Regions from separate parts of the Mus musculus genome. Here all the other regions are linked to region 1. Evidence: chromatin contacts called from public promoter capture Hi-C data. All regions are on one chromosome and are shown on one strand. The core of a region is the stretch at or near the end of the contact, and the rest is flanking DNA. Distances in the headings are between cores, read along the strand shown. Region 1 holds the start of Maco1 (macoilin 1). Region 2 holds the start of Gale (galactose-4-epimerase, UDP). Region 3 holds the start of Fuca1 (fucosidase, alpha-L- 1, tissue). Region 4 holds the start of Pnrc2 (proline-rich nuclear receptor coactivator 2).

Evidence for each region. Promoter capture Hi-C pulls out the DNA fragments that hold promoters and counts their contacts.
Region 2: a promoter capture Hi-C map of hippocampal neurons shows a contact between it and region 1, with 7 times the contacts expected there. The contact joins the promoter of Gale here to the promoter of Maco1 in region 1. A contact is called at or near these places in 2 of 39 promoter capture datasets (hippocampal neurons and pre-B cells) and 1 of 484 Hi-C or Micro-C datasets (embryonic stem cells).
Region 3: a contact with region 1 is called in a promoter capture Hi-C map of liver, with 4 times the contacts expected there. The contact joins the promoter of Fuca1 here to the promoter of Maco1 in region 1. A contact is called at or near these places in 3 of 39 promoter capture datasets (hippocampal neurons, liver and pre-B cells) and 1 of 484 Hi-C or Micro-C datasets (B cells).
Region 4: a promoter capture Hi-C map of liver shows a contact between it and region 1, with 2.7 times the contacts expected there. The contact joins the promoter of Pnrc2 here to the promoter of Maco1 in region 1. A contact is called at or near these places in 4 of 39 promoter capture datasets (hippocampal neurons, liver and pre-B cells) and 1 of 115 datasets of contacts at active chromatin or transcription factors (pancreatic cancer cells).

The regions. Positions count from the first base shown.
Region 1 is chr4:134,851,997-134,854,778 of GRCm38.p6, forward strand. Maco1 (macoilin 1) reads right to left here and starts at 1,349. Exons shown (of 11, transcript NM_025382.6): 1 at 1,042-1,349. The coding sequence starts at 1,121.
Region 2 is chr4:135,962,292-135,965,073 of GRCm38.p6, forward strand. Gale (galactose-4-epimerase, UDP) reads left to right here and starts at 1,434. Exons shown (of 11, transcript NM_001356493.1): 1 at 1,434-1,497. Hmgcl (3-hydroxy-3-methylglutaryl-Coenzyme A lyase) reads left to right here. Exons shown (of 9, transcript NM_008254.3): 9 at 1-377.
Region 3 is chr4:135,919,264-135,922,045 of GRCm38.p6, forward strand. Fuca1 (fucosidase, alpha-L- 1, tissue) reads left to right here and starts at 1,463. Exons shown (of 8, transcript NM_024243.4): 1 at 1,463-1,887. The coding sequence starts at 1,541. Cnr2 (cannabinoid receptor 2 (macrophage)) reads left to right here. Exons shown (of 2, transcript NM_009924.4): 2 at 1-956.
Region 4 is chr4:135,872,460-135,875,241 of GRCm38.p6, forward strand. It overlaps Pnrc2 (proline-rich nuclear receptor coactivator 2), which reads right to left and starts at 1,387. Exons shown (of 3, transcript NM_026383.3): 1 at 1,215-1,387; 2 at 436-640.

The DNA.
Region 1 (2,782 bases), core at 99-2,598:
CACCTGCCTGTGGAGGGCAGCCACTTCACACGTGTAAACAACCGCATGTGTAAGGTGTACAGCTATGCTACAACTTGGATGTCATCAGCTACCGCCTGTATTTTTCTCCAAGATTCACAGCAAGACCTAAACCGTAAGGCGCCAAGAGGACTCAAGTAAAGCCTTCAACCGCATGCTGAGCACTCTCTGTCGTAAACTAATTACTTCGCCTCGGAAATAGGCATTTCCAGAAAATAACCTCCGCACACAAATTGGGCTTGGGGAAGCTGTGACAGTCACCGAAATGCCCCATGAACCTGTTGTCCTTCTGTCCAGGAGAAGTGGATTCAATTTCTATTTAAAGGGACACCACTTTCCTTCATGAACAGAGGATTTAAAAAAAAAAAAAAAATCCCCAAACCTGAGTTGGGCGAGAATCCCTGCAAAATATCTGCTTGCAATTGTCAGAATGTTTGCTGAGGAACTGAGAAAAGCCGCGGTCTGGAGCGGTGTCACCGGCACGATCTGGGGGTATCAGCCTTGGGCGCTCCGAGCCAAGGTGGGGACCCCGTGAGGCAGCAGAGCGCAGAAGAGTAGCCGGCGTGGCCCCGCCCCGAGCCCGAGGGTCCCGCGCCCCTGGCAGCTCCTAACTTTGGCGGCTCGCTCGCCCGGCCGCACGCGTCCACGAGCCTCGGGCAGCCAACCCCCGAGCCCAGCGTGACCCGGGCTCGGTAGGGGACCGAGCGCACAGCCTGCTGGGGACCCCCGGGCTTCTGGGCTCCGGGCCGCGGGGGTGCCGCCCCTCCCCCCGACACACCACCGCCAACGGCGGCCCCGTGGCTCCCGCCCGCGCCCGCCGCGCCCTCCGCCTGGCCCTCGCCACACCCCGTGGCCCGGGGCGGACCCTCGGCTGGCTGGCTGGCCCGGCGCTCCGCGGGCGGCGCGCCTCAGGAGAGCCCCCGGCGCGGGCATGCGGCCTAGTCGGGGGGTTACATAACGGGGCCGGGCCCCTTCCGAGCGGCGCCCGGGACCCGCTGGCCCACGCCCGGCACCGCCGCTCACCTGCCGTAGATACCCTCGGTGATCCGGTTCCGCTTCAGGGGGCGGCGGAGCTTACTGCAGTCGGCGTTCCGCCGCTTCATCCTCCCGCTGGGGGGCCGGTGCCCGAGCCGCGCCGCCGCCGCCGCCTCTCACCTCAGCCGCCGTCGCCCGCCCGCCCCGCGTCGGGCCTGAATCCTACCCCTGCGGCCGGTCACACAGACATGGAGCCAGCACCGGGGGGGAGGGGGCCAGGAGGGGGGCGCCGAGCCTCCTCCGCCTTCGGAAACAAAGAAATGACAATTCCGGGGCCCGCCCGCCCCGCACCAGCCAGCCGCCCGCCCCGCCTCCTTTGCCGCGACGGACGGCCCGCATAGCCAATCGAAGGCGCCGCCGCGCCGCGCACGGCCAATCCCGGTGCCCGCTGAGGCAACACGGACCCTTAAGCCCGCCTTTTTGAAGGACAGAAGGACACACCAATCAGGATAAGGCCTAGACGCGTGGCCGGGCCTATCAGAAAAGAGTTAAATAGAGGCTTATAAATAGGCCCTATAAATATAACATCCTATATTATGCCTTGTTGCGAAGGTACGCTTCGCGGTTATTGGGCTGCGTCTCGCCGTGGGGAGGCCCACGTCGGCGTACACCGTGTGGCGCGGCGCCGCGGGCTCCCGCCTGGCGTGTGAGAACCGAACGGCGTGGTGCGCTGCGTGTGGGGACCTTGCGCTGACATGTGCTTCAGTCAGCCGCGTCCTTATGTAAGAGGGCGTCCCGGGAGCGCCGCCGCGGCCCCTTCTGCGGGCAGCCGAGCACGCAGCCATACCGGCCGCGTCAGCCGGGCCACGAATGACAAAGCAAACCACACACACATACACACACACTCACACACACCCTGCCAGCTTCCCGCGACGTGGTGACAGCGCGCCGACCAATCGGAGGTGGTGGGGCGGGGCCTGTGCGGGTCCGCCCCTGGTTCGCGTCACCAGAGAGGGGCGGCCCCTCGGGTGCGCGCGACGCCGCGCGGGGCTGCCGGGGGCGTGTGCGGCGGCGTGGCCGGGCTCCACGTCCGCAGGTTTGCGCAGGCTGAGGGTTCCGCGGGCTCCTCCCCGGCCTCAGAGGCTGCGTGAGGCGGTCGTTTGCTCTTTCCGCCCACTAGCTCTGTAGCTTACCGGTGAGGGCGGAACGGCAAAAAGACAAGTGAGATGCTCAGCGGGGAAACGCGTTTGCTGCCAAGTCTGAGGACCGAGTTCGAACCCGGGAATCCACGTGGTGGGCGGATAGAAGGAACTCCTACAAGTTGCCGCCTGACCTCCCACACGCACGCCCACACAAACACAGTTCCTAAATAAGTTTGGTTTTGGTTTTTAAGCGGCAAAGACTACCGGGCGTTGTTGGTGGCGCACCACTTTGATCCCAGCACTGCAGAGGCATGTGGATCGCTGAGCTCGAGGCCAGCTTGGTCTACGAAGTGAAGACCGCCAAGGCTGTAACATGTACCAACAATTTATATAAACAAACAAATAATAAATAAATAAATAAATAAATAAATAGCAAAACCGGGGAAGTGTGGGAAAGTAGCCATAGGAAGCAAATCACTGGTGGCTCCTGACTACTGGCAGAAGCATTTTAGTGTATGTCTTACACAATTTTCTTGCTTAGTTGTTATTATTTCTATAAAATAGAATCGAGCACATAGTAGACATTTGGTTTCATATCAGAGTCTTCGTTTTACGTGTTGTTACAACCTTTTATAAAGATTTCTTTA
Region 2 (2,782 bases), core at 184-2,683, 1.1 Mb after region 1:
TGAGCCGGCATCACAGAGGTCCCTGTCCCTGATGATAAGGGCTAGAGCTGCCTGGCCTGGGCCAGCTCCCCAGAGCTGTGCCTAAGCACTTGCTTGGGATGGCCCTGGGTGAGTCTGCCTGCCAACAGAGCTGATGTCCACCGCCGCAGGGCCTTTGTTCTACCTCTGAGGACAGAGAGCAGTTTCCCCTTATGCCAGCAGAGCATTTGCTGGAATGGTGGGGGTTGATCTGCATCTGTGGTCATCTGCCAACGAAATCTCCACTCTGTGTGTGATTTTTTTGAAAACAGCTTATGTAATTAAAGGTTTAATTTTCTAATATAACATTCAAACGTGTGTTTATGGGTGGAGGAGTAAAATTGCTCTGAGGGAAGAGGGAAGGTTTTGTGGCTGGTTCATCTTTGGATCTCTTCCATCGCCACACCCAAGCCCCCAGACCACTGACTGGAAATCATTGCTGTGGGGAACACCCTAGGACTCGCTTCTGAGAACGTGCCTGTTTCCAGAGCAGGAAGATAGATCAGGAAGATAGATCTCTTACTGGTCTGGAACTAGCTAAGGAGACTAGGCTGGCTGGCCAGTGAACCCCAGGGATCCATCTGTATCTGCTTCCAGTGAGATAACAAACTTCCACAATGGTCAACTTGACAGTATTATTATTATTATTATTATTATTATTTATTCACGCGCTAGCTATCTTCAGCTTCCCTTTTCATAAACTCACTGAAATTCTGCTGGGCCTGAAGACCTGTACTACCAGGAAAGATTTAGCTTCATTTATGTATTTGTGAGAGAATGCCAGCTATGTATGGTATGTGCAACGGAGGTCAGAAGCGGGCATGGCATCCTATGTAATGAGAGGCGGTAGGTATGTGGGTGCCAGAAACAGGACTCGGGGCCTCTGCAGGAGCAGCCTCCCGAATGCTGGGATTAAAGGCGTGTGCCACCACCGCCCGGTCCCGCTTTGTATCTTAAACCGAGACAAAAGTGTCTTGAGTCCCTATACGGGGGCAGGTGCGCAAACACAGCTTTGGGGGAGGGAGGCAGCGGCTCAGCGATGGGCACAGCAATTGCTACTGTGAATGTCAAGGTTCCTTCGCCATCGCGGGTTTCTTCCCACGTGAACTTGGACGCAGCCCGGGCCAGCCATGTCCTCCAACTGGAGCTGCCCGACCAAGGGTTTGACACAAACAGTGGCTCTGAGTGGAGGGACTAGAAAGGGCCCAGTCCCGACCTTGTTTCTCCTCAACAGCCCGCCGGTAACCGGATGGCGTCCGCACCCCTCATTTCCGCCCTCGATGGAAGCGCACTGCGCAGGCGTTTAAAGCCTGTGCAGACCATTTGTCCCTCCAGGGTTGCCGTCCAGGCAGTAACCCAGTACACACGTTTCCTGGAGGGCGTGGAGGGGCGGGGTCGGGCTGGGCTGTCAGGTCTTAAAGGGGCCGCGGCGCTGGTCGCGGGAGGCGGTGCCTGGAGTCAGCGCTGGAGCTTCCGCAGGTTCGGCCGGTAGAATGAAGGGCTTAGTGAGCTCGGAAGGGCCAATGCTTGGTGGGGAGCGAGGAGGTTCCAAGAGGGTCGGTTCGTGTTCGGAACAGGGCCAGGCTCACCCCTTCTGCTCGCGTTTTCCGCAACCGTAGCGGGGGCCACCCGAGCCCATTCATTCGGGGCTCGGCTCCCCGCTCCTGCTCCCAGCCCAGACCCGAAGTCCAGAGCTAAGCTCCGCCTCGCCCAGGCTGCTGAGACCCAGCATCCGCTCTCCTGCCTTGTACAGACAGGGAAAACTGAGGAGGGGACCGCTGACCAAGGTCATCCCCTAGTCCGGAGCGGAGCGACCTCAGAGCAGCCTTTCTGCCACCAGAGTCCCCTCAGCGACCGCCTCCCCGCGTCTTCGCGCAATGCGGGAGCTGCAGGGAGTCGCGGGGCATAGTCTCGGGGATCCCCCTTAGTCAGTTCTTATTGCTGTGTGACCCCAGGCCGACTGCCTCTGGGCTCAGACCCTAGTACCCAGGGCTGGTAGAAACACCTGCCACATCCAGATGTTGGGAAAATAACGCACAAGTGCGGGGTAGTGATTCTGGGTCGCACTGGACGCCCCGTCCAGTGGGCTGCAGCAGAATAACCCCAGCAGAAACTTGAGGCAGCTCGGAGAAAGACGGCAGCGAGCCAGGTCGTGAAAATGAAAGGCCTCACTGTGTGGACTGCCTCTCTGTCCGCCCAGCAGTTTGCTCAGGGTGGGGATGCACACCTGGCAGCGGAGAGCGAGCCAAATCCACGTCGACACCGGCTCACTTGGTGCTGCCCTCCTTGGGCGGGATCTGTGGCTCCAAGTCAGCTGGGCCAAAGCTGAGCTATTGGCTGCCCCAGGGTGGGGTGAAGCCCTACCCACTCCAGGGCTGTTGGCACTGCAGCCTCTGAGCTGGGCACAGCCTTCCTGGCTAAGGACCCCACCCTTGAGGCCATTTGGCGTTCTTACTGCTTCCTCCCAACTGACCTTCCAGGGGAAGGGTTGTTGGAGCACTAGATGTTAGTCATCAAACCCAGGAACCTTTTGCTCCGGGGAAAAGGTGTCAGTTTACAGGGACAGGTCCCTTTTTCTGTATCCTAGCCTCCCATTCTTAAGCGATGTTCTTCTGCCCGAGACTGTCCATACTCCAGACATGGAGGCAGGAAGGGTGGGTCTTCAAAAGGCCCATCTTCCCACCCTCTGTCAACAGGAACTAGACAGCATGGTGTGTCTGATGTCCTACATATGCAGGTGGCAGACCTTTAAACTGCTTCATTG
Region 3 (2,782 bases), core at 213-2,712, 1.1 Mb after region 1:
TGCACCAGCTTTGGTCCACACTTATGTGGTCTTGATCAACCCCCGCCCTTTACCTTGCTTTGGTTTCCTTCTCGGTAAATTGGGAATGGTGGGGAAAACAATGCTCTCCAGGGCCATTAAAACCTCTCATTGCTCTAACATGCTGTGGTTATCTCTGCAACCATGGAGACCTTTGTGCCATATGGACCATGTGACTTCTGGCTCCCATACTTCCTGAAGTTATGGGCACACACCATATACCATTGGGCGTGTGCTGACTGTAGAGGAATTGGGTGACTGGCCATATGAGTTTTAGAGATTTTCCCAGGGCAAGAGGGTTCTCTTGGCTCTCAATTTTTCTGGTCCCTCATGCCTCAGTGGTCCCCTGTGTGTGGGTCAGGCATGCTTGTTTAGCGGTGCCAGACTGAAGCTCCGGCCTTCCGGTGTACCAAGCAAGTGTTGTACTCCTGAGTCAGGTTTTCTTCAGTTAGATGCTAACTAAGCTCTCTGAGAGACCCTCAAAGTTTTTGAGGTGTAGCTCAGTCAGTAGAGTGCTGCATCTGCAAGAGCAAATCTCTGGGTTCAAAGGTCAGTACTACCTAAAACCAGGAATGGCAGTGCCATCCCCTACCTGTAATCCCAGCACTCCTGAGGTACAAGCAGGAAGATCAGGAATGCAAAGTTACTGTAGCTGTAAGTTCGAAGCCAGCCTGAGCTAGTTGAGACCCCCTTACCTCAAAATAAATTTAAGTTACAATTCTAAATTAAATTAAAATGTCTAGGGCTGGAGAGATGGCTTAGTGGTTAAGAGCACAGACTGCTTTTCCAGAGGTCCTGAGTTCAATTCCCAGCAACCACATGGTGGCTCACAACCATCTGTAATGGAATCTGATGCCCTCTTCTGGTATGTTTGAAGAGAGCGATGGTGTACTCATATACATAAAATAAGTAAATAAATCTTTTTTTAAAAAAATGTTTAAGTTCCTCGGAGTTCTTGTTAAGTTCAACGGACAAAAGATAGACTAAAATAACCACGTCTGCCCTTAATCTTTCAGCAGCCATTTCTCTCCCTCCGCATAAAGCTCCTTCTAACCTTGTTATTTCTCAATCTCTTCGGCAACTCTCCAATCTGCTAAACTCCACCTGCTGGCTGGAGGTATAGCACAGAGAACCCGCGGCTCCTAAATAGTCACTAAATAAAACGACCTGGCTTCAGCCTTCCCCTGAAGATTGGTGCAACAACGTGGACTTCTCCCAGTTTTCCCCACACCTTGGGTCTTTCTCACTTGCGGGGAATCCGGCAATTAAATCCTTAGGCGAGTCTACGGAATTTAAATTCAATAGAGCAGAACCAGCAACGCCGCCTTAAGTCTTTCTCCCTTCCAATGCCAGAGGGCGCTCCAGAGCCGCAAGCCTGACCCCACCCCCTCTCCTTCCAAGCCAATCGTTACTCTGAGAGGCGGGGCTACTCGCCGGCGCTTGCGTGTTAAGAGGGGGGCGGTGCGGGCCCGGAAGCAAGGATGTAGGAGCTGAACTTGAGTGGTGGGCTGTGGACTCTGGGATGCTGCTGCTGCTGCTGCTGCTGCTAGTGGCTGCGGCCCAGGCAGTGGCCCTGGCTCCGCGCCGCTTCACTCCGGACTGGCAGAGCTTGGACTCGCGGCCACTGCCGAGCTGGTTCGATGAGGCCAAGTTCGGGGTGTTCGTGCACTGGGGGGTGTTCTCGGTGCCCGCCTGGGGCAGTGAATGGTTCTGGTGGCACTGGCAGGGCGATCGGATGCCGGCCTACCAGCGCTTCATGACAGAAAACTACCCGCCCGGCTTCAGCTACGCCGACTTCGCACCGCAGTTCACAGCGCGCTTCTTCCACCCGGATCAGTGGGCCGAACTCTTTCAGGCTGCCGGGGCCAAGTGAGTGCGGGACGGGCGCGAGGCGGGAGCAGGCAGGCCATAGCCGGCGCTGCCTGACCTCGGAAGGTCCAGGACCCTACGTTCTGCATCTCGGAGGAAGGACGCTAAAGACGAGAATCCAGCTGAGGATCAGTTAAAAAAATAAATAAATAAAATAAAATAAAATAAAATTAAGGCGGGAAAGCACTGGGTGGTACACCTGTGCGGAGAGAGACTAGAATCAGGCTACATCGGTGTCTCGTTTGAAAGGTCCAGAACACAGCCCAGATTCCCGTCGGTGGCCCTGAGTTGTAGATCTGACCAGTCCCCTTAGGCTACGGGTAGCGTCCGTCCGTGGAAGCTTATAAAAAAGCGCCGCCTGACTTCCTTGTAGCCCTGTGCCTCTAAAGGAAGAAGGAAGGATGGAAGTTTGGGGTTGCTCTTTGTTGGGGTCTCCCTCACTTCTCACTTGCTTATAGTAGAACTCAGAGGAGGAAGGGGGTTGTTTGGGCAAAGCCCTGCAGAGGAAGTGCGTTTTGAGAGCCCTCTAAGCCAGAGAAAATATTGGCTGACTTTGGACGCGGGATTTGGCCACTGTGAGGGCAGCCTCCCGCTCCTGGCTTAGTGTAGTCCTCCGCTCTCTTCATTGATTTTCTGCCAAACTCCGACTTTTTATTCCCTCGGGACGTTAGGTTTTCTCCCCCGAAGGGAAAGGCTGTGTATAGCTGGCACTTAGTATTTTCGCCAAGTAAAAGGCCTGAGGGAACAGAAATCTGTCATCTTGCCATCTTGAGAGCCGTAATTTACAAAGTTGAACTCCAGCCTTTTTCCAGACTTCCTGTTTAATGGACGAGGTAACTAGCCCAGAGAGAGGAAGGAGAGGAAGGAGCCTGGTGTCCTAGACTGCAGGTCTATG
Region 4 (2,782 bases), core at 137-2,636, 1.0 Mb after region 1:
AGTAAATACATGTAAACAATAAATTCCACATGTTCCTTGTGATGTTTCCATAGTTCCAGTTCTAGAAGTGTTGAAGAAAATATGACAAGATGGCATTAGGCTCGACTTCAAAACCATCTACCTCAAAAAACTAAAGTCGTGAGCTAGATACCAGTTTGTGAAATTGAAAGAAGAAAAAAATTAAAGCAAGCTCTTCTTTCATTCTTTGTACAAGCTAAAAGAAATAACCCCACACACCGAAAGCCACCCGTGGCTGGTGGGGTCTCCTATACCAGACTGGCCTCCAACTTTAAGCAGTCTTGCCCCAAACTCTGGAGTGCTGGAATTACAGGCACATAATACTGCAGCATCGCCATGCATGGCCGCTGACCTTAATAGTTTAGAATTGCTTCACTCCTAAGATAATTGGCCCCACTGTGATGGGAATCTTTATACCTTTCAGTTTGCTTTTCAGATTGAAGGATTTCCACTACTTGTCCTCTTCCTTGCTGCCAAGCCCAGGATAAGAGACGTTGCTTTCTGCTAGATCCTTTCCTTTGTCTCAGTACACAAGTTTTCATGAGCCAGTCTGCTGATTTCAGCCTAGGAGCTGAGGTCCACATCGAGTCTCCTCAGCACACAAGTTTGAGAGAAGTCCTAGCTAGAAAAGGAAAGAGAATTACTTGAAAATAACCCCAAAAAGTGATCTTTTAGACATTCTACAGAAATGGCTGTCGCTGCTTCCTCAAAGCTTCATAGATGATGTATGAGACCACGACTTTCTTTGACCTCATAAATATCAGCTTACAACTCTTGGGGGCTTACCTGCAACTCTTACCCGTTTTAAAGTGAAACTAGGACCCGCACAGCCATTTCCACATCAAGGTTCTGTTCCCAACAGCGCGCATCGTGATTTCGCCTATGACTCCGGTAACGGGTGCCATAATTTTTCACAAACCATAATAACCTTACATTCCTAAAGATCACGCCTCTAAGGGGAAAGGTTTCTCTGTTCTAATTAGCAAACACCCTCACAAGGCTGAGAAGCCTCCGACTTTGTAAGTCAGAAGGCCCGCACTCGCAGTCACCCGCACAGTGAACCTGCAAGCTCGCAGCCTCAGCCCGCGGCTCCGCTCCCAGGGAGTCGGTCGCACCCGACCGGCCTCACTTCCTCTTCAGCCAGGCCCAACAATGGTGCCCGCGATGGCCAACATGGCCGCCCCCGCCACACTCACCGACTTCGAGCGGCGGCGGCGGCGGCTCCCTCTCGACCTCCAAGCCTCCTTCCCTCTACAGGGAGAAACGATGCACGGATCTAACAGCCCACGAACGAGTCACGGATCACAACTCCGTCTGGGGACCAACCTCCTACTGCCTTTCCCGACAAAATGGAGGCCGCTGCAAGCGCGGAAGAGGACCGGAGACTGTGCAGCCAATGAGGACGCGGCAGCGCGTCCCGCGGCCAATGAGACGCCAGCCACCGCCTGTTGCTGGGGCACGCGGGGGGGGGGGGGAGTGCGGGGTGGCTGTTGTCATGGTTTGAAATCCTGCGGGAGGAGCATGTCGGGAATAACTGGCCCGCTTCGGGAGCCGCGCTGCTGGACTTTCCCCGGCTGGCGGAGGGCAGCTGCTCTTCTGCTGGCCTCTGGCAGCGGGGCCCGTACTTTACTTCCGTGACCAGACCTCTGCGCGGCGCCCGTCTTTGTTCCTGGCCCTTTCTGTCCTGCGGTCACTGGGCCAGCCCCAGAGCTGCCGTGGGTCATATTCACCCCACCCAGAGCCCGGCAACTATTTCTGCACATGACCACCTTCCTTTTTTATGTCTCCTCTGATCTAGCTTCACTTTTTTCTCGGTACCTGAGACTGTCACTACTATCAGGGCCTGCTTTTTCTATACACAGCACTTGCTGGATCCCTACACATTTTTTGGTCTTGTTTCGAAAGTGGGAAAACTAGAGAAAAGAAATATACCGCTCAAGAATGACAGCAAGGTTCGGGAAAGAAAGGAGAGATATCTTTTGTTTAAGAGAAAAAGAAAAACGTGTATCCTAGAGTCAACATTTCAAGGGTGAACACCAATTTCAGTGAATAATTCTGGGGGTAAATGTGCCAGGTGTCTTGCCTCATTCAGGCCTGTAATCACAGCTTCTCAGTTTTGAGGTCAGTTTGGAGTACATAGCAAAACCCCCATCTCAGCAAAACAAAAACGTTTCATTGGCTCCAAATTGTGATGCAAATAAGACACACACACTCACACATCTATCTATATAGCCATTGCTGTCCAGAATTAAGTTGGTCCAGAATTCTGCAAGCCTGTCCAAATGCATCTAGGGTGTTTTATCTGCTCCCTACCTCATGCTAGACTTTTGCTTATGTCATCTCATTCCAGTCTCAGCAATTTTAAGGGCAAGGTGCTATTCTGATTTCCAGTGTTCTTGGATTCAGGACATCTCAGTGGTGCCACACTTCAAAGCATAATGCTACAGTGAGTTTCAAGAGCCTGGGCTCATGTGCCCTTCTTCTCTGTGCCTAAAAGGTGCTTGACATAGAGGACACCATTACCCACATTGTCGGAAAGCTTGGGTGCCATGAAGCCTGCCTGTGTCCTGCCACCTGGCTGAGCCTGCTCTCTCCTACAAGGTCAGCGTCAGGCTGCCCTTTGGGAGAGCATGGTTCCGGCATTCACCATGTCTTAGCACTGTCTCTAGCTCATTAATAGCTACCAGTCCACAAGAGCTCCAAACTCTGGACCATGTGTAAAAAAGAATTCCTTCTTCGAAATATCACCGTCTGCCTGTCTGAT